2 separate regions of the Mus musculus genome follow, and region 2 is linked to region 1. A link is a contact called in public HiChIP or PLAC-seq data. All regions are on one chromosome and are shown on one strand. Each heading gives the region's core, a stretch centred on a gene start, on an enhancer-like site or on the middle of the called end of the contact. The rest is flanking DNA. Distances are from core to core; before and after follow the strand shown. Region 1 holds the start of Ipcef1 (interaction protein for cytohesin exchange factors 1). Region 2 has its middle 83 kb from the start of Ipcef1.

The links. HiChIP or PLAC-seq counts read pairs in DNA pulled down with a chosen protein or histone mark.
Region 2: an H3K27ac HiChIP or PLAC-seq map of the HPC-7 cell line shows a contact between it and region 1, with 9 times the contacts expected there. The contact joins the enhancer-like site here to the promoter of Ipcef1 in region 1. A contact is called at or near these places in 1 of 39 promoter capture datasets (neutrophils), 15 of 484 Hi-C or Micro-C datasets (the HPC-5 cell line, LSK cells, bone marrow and 11 more), 4 of 115 datasets of contacts at active chromatin or transcription factors (CD8 T cells, the HPC-7 cell line, bone marrow-derived macrophages and 1 more) and 2 of 9 other capture datasets (adipose tissue and liver).

The regions. Positions count from the first base shown.
Region 1 is chr10:6,977,478-6,983,985 of GRCm38.p6, reverse strand. It overlaps Ipcef1 (interaction protein for cytohesin exchange factors 1), which reads left to right and starts at 3,521. Exons shown (of 9, transcript NM_001170800.1): 1 at 3,521-3,739; 2 at 4,303-4,472. The coding sequence starts at 4,314. It also overlaps a transcript of Oprm1 not described here.
Region 2 is chr10:7,060,523-7,066,904 of GRCm38.p6, reverse strand. No RefSeq gene overlaps it. Among named protein-coding and RNA genes, the nearest start is that of Ipcef1, 83 kb to the right of the region's middle. Within about 2 kb of position 3,769, at least 66 of the 459 cell types and tissues checked have an H3K27ac peak or open chromatin away from gene starts, as enhancers often do. A contact at or near this core is called in the HPC-7 cell line, adipose tissue, bone marrow and 7 more, where this site is marked.

The DNA of each region.
Region 1 (6,508 bases), core at 2,272-4,771:
CCATTCCCTAGGCAGGGAGTCCTGGATTGTGTAAGAGTGAGATGAGAACAAGGAAGCGAGTGGGCATATAAGCATTTATTTCTTTCTACTCTTGAATGTGGCTGTGATGTGATCAGTGGCTTCAGGTTTCCACACTTGTGACTTCCTCAATAGTAATGGCTTAAAGCTGGAATTATAAGTTAAAATAAACCCGTCTCCCTACAGTTTGCTTTTTGTCATGGTGTTTCACAGAAATGAAACTAGAATGTCAACACATTACTGTGTAATTCTTGCTAAAGACTAGGATCATTGAACATGTATGAGTAATTGCATGTGTGTGGGGGGAGGTCAAAGGTCAACCTCAGGTATTACTCTGAGAAACCATACATACATTTTGTTATTTGAGTCTCTCATTGTCCCGAAGCTCTGGCTAGCTAACAAGTTCCAGCAATCTGCATGTTTCTGCCTCCCTAATACTGGCATTACAATCATATCACCACATCTGGATTTTAAGCATGGTTTCTAGGCATCTACCTGAGGCCCTCAAGCCTTTCAGCAAGCACTTTACTGACTGTGCCATCTCCTCAGCCCTCAAATGAGACACTTGTTCCAAGGCCAAAAGAAAAGTCTACTTTTCTTCAATTAAAAACTATGCATATATTTTCCTAGAGAATTGACCCCCAAGTTTTAGATCTATTTTAGAGAAAACTTATTTATTTATTAGAATAAGATGTCAGTTTTCTCTATGTCATTCAAACAGGAAGAAAATAGGTTGGGAGAAATAGCTCATTAAACTTTAAATATCTGTGAAGGTTGAAATGGTCTCATAAATTGCTCAATCGCCTGTCAGTGTTTTCAACCTACCCAGTGAGAAAGCCACATGAAGGTCTTGAAACTGACTAGTTCATGGGTTCCACTTCCTGTTGTGAGGAGGAAAATGTGTCTTAAGACTCTGTAAAGCTCTCAAAGGTTGTTTTCATTACTTCTTGTAGAACAGTTGGGGGTTTCATAGTCACATCTATCAAGTGAAACTGAAACCCTCACTAGTTTGTTATTTCAGTTAGCAGCTTTGCCGTGAGGAAGGGCTGTCAGGGCAGGGTTGGATGGCAAGGAGCTTGCTGGAAGTGATGGAACACTGCTCAGGGGACTGTTGACCTGATGTGGATGTCCAACTCTCAACCCAGACTCAGTGCAAGAATCTAGCTGTAGACCTGGGACTGATAATAGGAGACATGAAGACGCACAGTTTTGACTTGGATTTCTCTGGAAACCACCTTAGGCTTGATGGTGGAGCTGAAGAGCCAGCAGTGTCCCTGGGAGCCATCACACAATGGAGACTCAGGTCCCTGTTCCATGCACCAGGAGCCAAAGAATACAAAACCTCTTCTGTTCTTTCCTTCCAGACTTCAAAGCTGTTCCCCAGGCATTGTGTCCTACTTGGGGGTTCTTTTTAAAAGCTGCTGTTGCTGTTTGAAACAATGTAGTTTCATCTTGTTTACCTGGGCTTCCAGCCTTCTAGGAATCAACTTGGCCATCTCTGCTTTTTCCCACAACCCTGGTTCTTAGTTACTTTGCTTGCCTTTTAGGATCCCAGAGTCCCCAAGTCTTACCTACAAGGAAGTTCATTTATTACCTGTGTCATCAGCCCCAGCACTCAATTTGGACAATATTGTGTGACCAGTAGGTACTAATTGGGTTTCTTGATCTCAGGATAGTGGTGTAAAAATAAAAAAAAAATAAATAAAAAATAAAAAATTAGCCCAGAGACTAAGGAATAGTAGAGAATCGTAGACCAAGAAGTTGGTAGTGTGGGAAATATTCGGGGAAGGAAAGATAGATGGAGCTCCTTAACAGGACAGTGTGTTTAGACTTGATTAGCAGGCCATGACTGACACATGTTGAATCTGTTTAAAAATTGCCCTCAAAGAGATCAATCAATGATCCAAGGGAAGAAAGGATGTTTCTAAAACAAAACAAAACAAAGCCAACTCAGGGTTTCCCTGGTCTTGTATCCATGAAGAAAAACAATTTAACCTCAACTCCAACCTCCCTGCTGAGGGAAATGGGAGTCATCCTTACTCTAAGATGATGGGTTTTGCTTATTAAGTGTTTGCTTATCTTTGTACACTCCATGATGCATTGATATGTGGTTATTTACAGGAACAGGATTTTTAGTTATCAGAATATTTTCACAAATAAATCTTGGCAGATATGCTTGAGACTTATGGGATTAGAAATCATACATACATACACACATACATACATACATACATGCTTACATACATAATACACACTTACATACATGCATACATACATACACACATACATACTTACATACATACATACATACACACACATACAAACTTACATAAATACATACACACTTAAATACATGCATACATACATACTTACATACATACAAACTTACATACATACATACACACTTACATACATGCATACATACATACACACATACGTACTTACATACATATACACACATACAAACTTACATACATATATACACACATGCATACATACTTACATACATACATACATATTTATGGGCTTAGAGTGACTTTTCCTTGGGTAATATTGAGTGAATTTTCCTTGTTAAATCTTGGCCTGTTGCTTTAAAAAAATTCCTATTTTCAGTATAGGTTCTATTCCCTTGTAAACATATGGCAGAGCCACAGCTGCCATCCATCAGTAGTTAGATATGTGGACTTCTAGCCAGATGCAGCCAGAGAACCATACATTTCATGAAGTTACCTACCAACTTTTAGAACATTTTAATTGAATGCTTAAAAATTAAAAAAAAATCTCTGCTTGTTAACATAAATGAAATCTATTTAAACCTGAAGGATTTTAGCATAGATGCCGTGGAAGAAAAATGAAGTTTTCTAAAGCTAAAATTCTGTCTAATGTTTGTATACATACATGTACACAGACAGACAGACAGACACAGCAGGAGAGGCATTTGCAAGCATATTTTTTCCTTTGGGATTCCCAGTGTTTTTTGGAATCTGATTTCATATGACTTGATGAAAATGTGCTGTGAGAAATGTGTGTATTTTGTATAAATCCTCATGTCTGATTTGAATATTTGAATATTTATCTTCTATAAGACATGTGAGAAATATTCAGAGATAAAGATAGAATGAGATATGTATATTAGGCTGCAAATAAGAAATTCTCAATCGAGGGGCTTTAGAGTCTCTGAAGAGTCCAAGAAGAGATAAATAATTTTTCCTGCATATTAGCAAGACCACGAAGTTAGTGTGATGTGAGCATTTAATAGCTTGAGATGGAAACAATTATTCTCCAGTTTTACTTAAAATAGTTGATATGATTTAGAAACTAAGGGGAGAAAGAAAAGATAATTGTTTCTTGAAATGTATTTCATGATGTTTTCAAACTTCAACAAAGCCTGTGCCATGCTAACCTAAGCAGTAGCAAGAGCTGCTTGTGGGAGGAAACAGGAAGCGGTGCATACATGCCTGTTACTCTTTTTCCCAGGTTCGGCTCAATGTATATCGATTCTAATTAGCACATTTTGTGCCTCAGCTGGTAGCTTCCCTTGAGCTCTGCTTGGAGAGGCTTTTTTTCTTTTTTAGAATCCACCCCGCTCATAAACACTGCCACCCCCTCCCTCCCTCTCTCTTTACAAATGTTACAACACAATCAGAAATTTTCTCTTTTCTTTCCTTCCTGCATTTCCAGCAGGTTCCCTTGCGTCAGAAGCCCAGGAAGAAAACTCAAGGTAATTCGATTCCTTTTGTTCCTTTATTCCTTTCTTGTCCGTTAGTGTGATTTTTTTTCTCTCTCTCTCTCCTGGATGCCTCCTTGGGGTGGGTTGGGGTGGGGGGATCAGATTCTTGACTGTCTGAATCTTAATATCAGGAGATGGGTGCCAGATTAATTTTTTTTTTTTTTTTTTTTGAGAAGCTGGCACTGAGTCCGGGAAGTCACCGTGTTCCTAGGTGGGCTTTAACCCTTCCGTTCCTATTGCATAACTGCCTCTGTTATTGTGGGAAGAACCGGCGTGTCTACCACAATGTGGCTTCCAGCCCCTGAGTCTAACGTTTTCAACTTACTCTCTTTAACTCAGGTTCTTAGACCCATACTTGCATATAAGTGTCTTTGCCCGGGTTTTCTAGGCACGGAATGGAGGTTTAAAAATAGAACAGATACATGATTTTTAAAAAAATATTCACTTTGCATGAATGAAAACGTCTAATCCTCGCCGTGCAAAAAGCTAAACCTTGCCTTTTATTTTGTCACCTGAGTCCGGGTCACACTCACCTGTCCATGCAACTCTTGCAGGGTTTTTCAACATGAGTCGGAGAAGGATATCCTGTAAAGATCTGGGCCACGCTGACTGCCAGGGTTGGCTGTACAAGAAAAAGGAAAAGGGAACTTTTCTAAGCAACAAATGGAAAAAGTTCTGGGTGGTGCTGAAGGGCTCATCGCTGTATTGGTATAGCAATCAAATGGTGAGTGACCTCCTCCTGCCCTAGCCCCTTTACCAAAGCGTGGCTTCCAGAGTGCTGGCCGGAGGATGCCCATGCGGAAGGGATTCTCTGCGAGTTGGAACAGAGCAAGCTAGCAGATTTGTTAGGGGACTCATTTCTGCCCCAGGAACCATGTAGGTTAATGAGCTGTGCTGTTCGGGAGAAGCCATCTGGCTTCATTATTCTGATTGGAGAGGAAGAAAAGGGGCCCTAAATATATCCTTGCTTAAGGAAAGAGCCCTCGGGTTCCCCTGATTTTATTATTTTGTGAGATCCTAATAGTTTCAGGATCTGTCTGGATATCATTTGTGTGTGTGTGTGTGTGTGTGTGTGTGTGTGTGTGTGTGTGTGTGTGTGTGTGTGTGGTGGTGGTGGGGGAGGTTGCATTGCTAAGGTCTATTAAAAAGGGACTCAGCTTTGCCCTCTATTGAGGATATTAATCCATCAGTTCAGGGAGTGATCTCCATCCTTTATCCACTACCTTCTCTTCTCCTGAGATGGGTTGGTTTGGGATGGCTAACCTGTATGCCAGCCTTGTGGAGGGACTGGTGACATTGTTCCATGGTGACATTGGTGTCCAAGCATTGTAGAGGGCAACATTCACTGAGATAGTTGCTGAATTTATCCTTTGATGGGCACACGCTACTGGGGTGAGCTTCATGGTTTGGCTGTAGAAAAAGAGCTGGAAATGAAGTTATTGTATTGTCCTTTGCCTCTAGAGACATTCTGAGAGGAATGTTAGTGTTGTGGAAGAGCTTTGCTGGTGGATCTGTCACTGACTCTGGTGAATGGGAATCCATTGCAGATCTTGAGAGAACTGGGGTCCCTTTGTTGTAGAAGAAATACCCATAGAGACGCTCTGTTAAACCATTTAAGGGACCAGTGCTAAATGAAGCCAACCCAGGACTGGGTAGATTTCCAAACAAATACAACTTCCTTCTTAAGTGAAATTAAGGTTAACATAAATATTTTATGTTTTCTATTATTTTATTTTTAATTTTTGAATTATTTATTTATTTATTTATTTATTTATTATTGATTGATTGTATGTGTGTGTGTGTGTGTGTGTGTGTGTGTGTGTGTGTTTGGGTATATGTGTGTCATCACTCATGTGTGGAAGTCACAGGACAACTTACAATAAGGAATTGTTTCTATAGCATAGGTCCCTGGGATTTAACTCAAGTGGTCTACCTTGGCCACAAGCATTTTTATCTACTGAGTCATCTCTCCAGCTTCTATTTCCTATTATTCTAAGCTATGGCATTTTGGGTAGTTATCATGGAGTGACTGTCACCTAGATGCTCCTTAAGACAAGCTGATCTCAGTTACCCTATACATAGCACTGGGGGATTTCTTGAGTCTGTGGGATAGTTGGGTATTGGAACTGCTGCATCTATGGGACATAACAGGGCTCAGAGATAAACAGGCCATTTAGCATATCTCTCCCATCTTTCCGCCAGATGGCACCATCCCTGTCTTAGTAGAATGTGAAAACGTCCTCTCTGGACCCACACAATTACCACTTGGCTCATTTGGCTTCTTCAGCTTCTGTTTCTCTTAGGAGAGTAGAGCAGGTTACTTTTAGGTTTCAGACATCCCTAATCTTAGACATCAGGAATCTCACTCTTCTGTATGGAGCAGCCATGTTGGCTTAGACTAGGGAGGGGGAAGAAGATGGAGTCTTAGATGCCTGTGGGTTCCCCATCCCTGTGTGTTTTCATTAGATGCAGAAAGTAAGCTTTGGGATACTGGTCATGTACTTTAGTGTCATTAAATTAGTAGCATTAGCCTGAGAATCAGCTTGCTGTTAATTGCCCAGGGAGATAGAGGATTATAAATGGTGTACAGAAGAAAGAGTTTTCTGTGGAGGACTTCTCATGTTGTTTTGCTTTCTCTCTTTGCTGCAGTCATTCCTGACATCTCAATTGTGTATTTGTTATGGGTAGACCTCAATTAAGATTTAATTAGCAGTCTGTTCCTTATTCTTCTTAGAGGACTTTGTGACTCTATTCTTTGTG
Region 2 (6,382 bases), core at 2,520-5,019, 83 kb before region 1:
AAGGGTCTACATCTTGATCCAAAGGCTGCCAGAAGACTCTCCCTTCCGTATTGGATGAAGCTTGAGCCTAGGAGCCTCAAAGCCGACCCCACACACAGACTCACTTCCTCCAATAAGGCTACACCTCCTAATAGTGCCACTTCCCATGGGCAAAGCCTACTCAAACCACCACACTCATGGTCTAATCTTTTTTCACAAGACTACTTCCAAATATCATCACAGTGACATTAGGTTCCCACAGATGGATTCAGCTGACATATTCAAGCCATGTGACTATCTTGTAAAACCAACCTACCAAGGTAGATTTTCCTTGAAGACCATTGAAGACCATTAGCTCTTCAGGATTTTTACCAATGGCTTCATTAAAAATGTGTTCCTTTTCCCCCCACTCTGTTCTTTCAAAACATCATTTTTGACACAACTTTTATAGACATTTTGATCATGAGGTATGGAGCATATTGGCTTCTAGGTTATGTTTGAGCTGTATGTTTAAAAACTTCTGGAAAAAGGAAGAATTAAAAGATTTTGAGTTTCCTTTGGAAAGTGCTGCCTACACCATTTGTCACTAAGTAATAAACACCAACTTCTGTCTAGACTCTCAGCTGTTGCCAGGACACCCTGGAATCCCGATGGAAATTCGTTTGAATTGCTCACTTCCAATCTAAAATGATCTTTCCTTTTTGGCCACCAGGTTTCTGTAGGTCAGAAAAGCAGAGCTTTGGAACAGAGCTTCTATCTGTCCTGGTTCAAAGGAAGATGGCGTGGTGTGATTTTGCGATGTGTGGGCTTGATCGGAACCACAGGCAGCGAGCCTTTTCCTGTTCTCTAAAAGACGGAGCTCATTCATTGAGCTCTGTAAGGAGGAACTCTGGGAGACAGACACTCGCTGGACCCTGATGAAGGACACATGTCAAGGTGACTGCTTGACCCTGACTTGTCGTGATTAGGCGGGGGATGATTCTATTTACTGAATTTTCAAGGCCTTGTAGCCACCTTCCAGCCTGCATGCTGGCTTGTTTCTTAGAGATGAATTGGCGAGGACTGTCAAGTTTTCAGGTCTATGAGTTGGCAGTATTGGCTTGTAGTGCTTGCTTCATGGTGCCTGTGGAAAGCTCAAACTTTCTTTCTACACTGCGGGTGTGTTTACGATCTCCCTACTGTATGATTCTTTCTTAGCTCGATATATACAGCTTGACTTTGGATGAAGGTTTTCTGTATTATGGCAGGAAGCCTTCTGTGATAGACCCCTTAATTATTCCCTTCTGGAGTTTCCCTTTTGTAATCTCCAGCTTTCCAGTGAGGCCAGTTGGACCAAGTAGCTCATTTGTAATCCATACAGTATTAGAAATGTGGCTTCTGGTATTGGATTGCAGAGGTGACTTCTTCACTGGTCACTCTGATGTCACCAGTTGCCATGTTACAGGCTGTCTAAAGGAGAGGGCTGTGTGAGGAGGAACTGAGGTTGGTTTGAAGGCAATAGTTATTGAGTTGAGGGCCCCCAATCCCATAGATCATGAGAAACTGAACTCTGCCAACAATCCCATGAGCCATCTTGTTAGAAGTCACTTTTACCGTGAAGCCTTGAGATAGCTGCTCCTCCTGACATCCCAATTGAAGCCTGGTTAAACATCTTTAGCTAGAGAACCTGGAGAAACTGGACTTAGATTCCTCATCACAGATACCACAATTTACTTGATATTTGTTGGAAGAAGCTGTTGAGTTTTACAAGTGATCTATTAAGCCGTGAAGGATACGTGCTAGCTTGGATATGGATATGGTTTGTGGATATTATTCAAAATGTTCATAGGCTACAGGCTTTGTCCCTATCACAGTGGTACAGAGAAATCATTATGAGGGTGGTATGGAAACCAGAGGGTAACAACGGGTGTCTTTCTCTATCATTATCCACTTTATTATTGTTTTTGAGACATAGTTTCTTATTGGACCTGGTACTTATCAATAGTTAGATTGTTTATCCAGGAGTCTACTTGTCTCCACGCTTCTCCGCACTGCTTGGGTGTTGCTGTGCTTGGCTTTCTACATGGCTGTTGAAGACACAAACTCCAGTCCTCATGCTTGCATGATGGATACTTCAGTGACAGAGCTGTTTCCCCAGCCCAAAACTCGATGCTTAGAAAGAACTTTTAGCAAGTTCACCTGTATTTTCCTCTTTAGTACATCAAATTGTTGGGAGAGAGGACATAGAGATATAGAAAGCTTTGAATCTAAAGATGATCAGATCCGATGTCTGAACCTAGCCTGGGGTCAGATCCACCTGAAGCTGGAGTTACAGGTGATTGTGTGTCTATCCTCTGGAAGAGCTTAACTGCTGAGCCATTCTCCAGCCCTTAGCCAACACGGCAAGAGAAGCTTTGCCCATACTGACACGCTCGTGCCCATGAATCACTTCTCAACCAGGAAAGGTAAGCCAGGGAGGGCTTCATCCACGTGTACTGGGAAGGAACACACTGGGGAGTCTTCTGTGATAAACGAAGTCAGACAGATGGGCCATGACTGCTTTGAAATGCTATGTCCTGGAGGGCTCAAGAAGAGCAAGAAAGAAGATGAACAGAATTGAGGAAGTAGAGATGACACTTCCCCTTCTTTTGAAATCGCTTTCTTCTCTAGTTAGCCTCTAATAGTAGTCTTGTGTGGGCTGAGCCTCCAGATCCGCGGATGCTTGGAGTGGCATCTTCAGACTTGGCCTTAGATTAGCATGGGCTTTGTGAGGTCAGGGATCCAGAAACAGCTCTTGGATGGGCTCTCTTTCTATTGCATGTAAGTAAAGCCACACTTTGATGTCGAAGCAATTGCTGGGTGATATGAAGGTACTCTGTGTCTTTAGAACAGCCAGGTCTGTAATAGGGCTCTTGGGATGTGAAGTTGGCTCAGCTTTTCTGAAGCAGAAGGCTCTGAGGCACCATGCCGCAGGCCTGTGATTCCACCAGAGCTGTGAAGTTGAGAGTTGAACATCTGCTGTGTGTTCTCGTCTTGTTACCTGAGGGCTGCATTGAGAGCTGCTTTGGGCTGCAGCCCGTGGTTTGATTTAGAAGTGCTTACTTCAGTGTTTGAGTCCTGAAGGTTTCATTTGGGGGAGAAATCCTGAGGGGGAATCCTTCCCTCTCCCCCACAATAGAGAAGGTGTGTTCTTTGTGGAGAATTCCCCTTTTGTGTGCAGGCAGCTGGAGGTCACCGGCTAGACAGAACATCTCTGGTTTGACAGCAAGGGCTGGGTGTTGTTGATGTAGGGGCTTTCACGGAAGGCAAGCGAAGTGCTAAGATTTCCTTTATGTAAAAACATTAGAATTACATTATAAGAGGCAGATTTATAAGGCATCTTTGACTGCGTTAGTAGACTTTATTAGACTTCAGGGGCCCACATATTCCCAGTGCAGTGCTGGGCATGGTACAGTAATAGATAGAACCTGGCTCCTATGCGCTGACTTGTGCTACATGGGAAGTAGGGGCAGAATGGTTTTTCTTTTTGGCTCATATCATACAAGTGGGGAGGTAACATCCGGTGTGCATATTGTTTAATCTACCCTTTATTGCTTTTATCTACTATACTTATATGTCAGGTGCGTTTTCTCGAGAAGGCCATGTGTGACCATTTCAAGCAAATTGCATTGAGCCAATGCATATTGCTAGAACATGGAAATAGGAAGTTCTTTCCTGCGGTAACTTGCTGTGGCAACAAGAGATAAGAAATTACTTCATGGCTATTGCTTGAGACTTTCCTTTTGACTTGTGTAGCCTTCTTGAGCAGATCACTTCTGCTTTCTGTCCGGCTTGGAGGCTGGGCAGTGTGAACTAGCAGCTGAAGCACAGGCTGACAAGTTGTTAGTGGGTATGACATTTAAATAATGGGCGTTTATGTGTGAAGACGATTCTGAAAAGTAAGGTTTGCAAACTGGGGGATGGCTATACTTTTAGGGTTAAGAAGAGTGACTTCCACAACATATGCCCTTAGTGATATTTATTGGATGAATAAATGATTATTAAAGTTGTTCATAAAGGTCATGCAAAGGTGTTGTACTACTTGGTTTTGTGTAAGCTGAATAAACCATTTCCTCCCCAAATTGCTTCTTGGTCATGATGTGTTGTGCAGGAATACAAACCCTGACTAAGACAAGTATTCATTGTTTCTGTTACCCAGGCAACTGAGAAAGCAACATTTAGAGAGGGTTAGGTTGAAGCAGTGGAGGATCTGAGAGTGTGAGGAGAAGAAAGAATGTATAGAGAAATGAATATAAAAATGTCAGAAAAGTGGGAGTGATATTATGGTGGTGGAAATGGCAGAGGGGAAGGAACACTGCAGACAGTGGAGGTGACAGAAGAGGGGAAGGAGATGGTGGAGAGGTGGAGTGAAAATGATGATGATTGTCAGTGTACTTCTTGGGGTACATTATTGGTGTCTATTGTCTACCACCCTTCCAACCTTTATTCCATCCAACTTCCTTTCAACCCAACACTAGGTAGGAGACAAAGAAGGTTAGAGGGGAAAGGGAACCTAGACCTCTTTAGACTACTTCCTGCTGACTAGGGCTGTCAGGTTCCTTGGGCCAAATCCAATCTCCATCCAGCAATCTAACAAAACAGAAAACCAGTAATCCAACAAGAGCAAATGGAGCAGGAACAGGAGCCAGAAGCAGTGGGGGCAGCAGCTGCCATAAACCCTCTCAGGCTATCAAATTTATACACTCTCAAGAATCTCCAGAATTCCAAACACAAACTGTCTGTAGTTGGCAAAAATCATGTCCTTCCTAGAGCACAAGGCAATCATAGTCAGCAGATGTGGATGCTCTGAAGCAGCCCTGTATCCCACACCTGGGATTAAAACAAAAATATATTCATGTAGTATAGCTGCATTTTAAAAGAAACCCAAATTTTTACTACAGGTGATAGTAGAGAGGGTTTCTGGATGGATGATGTGACATCCTAGACACCAAGGATTACACCTAGACAATTATTACATAGACTACACACGTACAGGTAATAGCAGTGATACTAGGGATGGTGGGGATGAGTGGAAGGTAACGGATGGTAGTAGAGATGGAGGAGATGATAGCAGAGTAACAGAGCAGGTGGAAAAGGGAGAAGTGACAGAGATTTTTGTAGTAGAAGTGATGGAAGGTAGACAGTAGACGTAATGGAGTGATATAGAGATCTTAGGGTATCAGTGACAGAGGAGGTCGCTGGTAATAGTGGTGGTGGTAGATATGATAGTGGTGGTAGTGGTGGTATCAGTGGAAACTGTGGGCAAGTTGTTGGAAGTGACAGTGATGAAGGCGATGATGTCATGATACAGCCACGGAGACATAGTTTGGAGGAAGGGATATCTGCTCATAATTTGTGTCTACCACCATCTCTATGAACCATGGACTGCTGATGTTTTTTAGTTGTGTTAGAATCAGGAAAGGGATGACAGAGTGCCTATCCGTGCCATGGGCTTCTCCAAACAGCAGGCCGTTGGGTATTTTCTTCAGTTTTCAAGCCACCATACCCATACCTAGAAAGTTAGCCACCTTCCCTCCTTTATGCTTTCTCCTGTTTTCTAAGTTTCCTAAGATGGGGTTGTGTCTTTTAAAGAGTCATTGCTGTGGTCTGAATGTATGTTTGTGAAGCCTTTATCGATACTCAGTCCCCATATGGGACCTCTTGTGACAAAGGTGGGATCTAGAGTTGAGGGACAAACCGTTGTTCCTTTCCCCCATTCAAGGACACATGACCCTATCTATAGAGACTCAGCCCTCATCATATACAGAGCCTGATGGCTTGTGTCTTGACTTTGAATGTCTCAGCCTCTATGACCATGTAGCTTATAAGCATAGAATTTATTTCTTTGGTAGGGGGAGTAGACCAAGACAGATGTTTATTAAACACAAACATTATACCTAAAAGTCACTTGTTTGTCCAAATGAAGGAATACCACCAGTAAAATGACATTTTTGGAATATTCTTATGATATGATGCTGTCAACAAAACAGGAGCAGGACTTTTTTAATTACATAAAAATACTACTGAGAAGAAAGGTTGAGGCAGAATATGCTGAACTATATGAAGAATGGGCTTATAGCTGCTGGTTATTCTGTTTTCATATATTTTATTTTCAAGACTTTTTATTAGTGAAACATACTTGCCATAGTAACCTAAAATTAAAATAGGTGACACATGAAAATAAAGGAACAAGATCTTAGTTCTTTTTTTGAGTCTTTTGCTAATGATAAAACACGAACAGCATTCAGGAATGCTGTGTTCACGGGTCAGTGCAGTCTCAGAAAGGACTCTGAGTTATGGTGTTTAGCTTTTGTGGGGGATCCCCTCATGCATTGGGGCTGGCACAGAATCGTGTGTTCTCTCAAAGGAGAGCCACCAAGCCAGA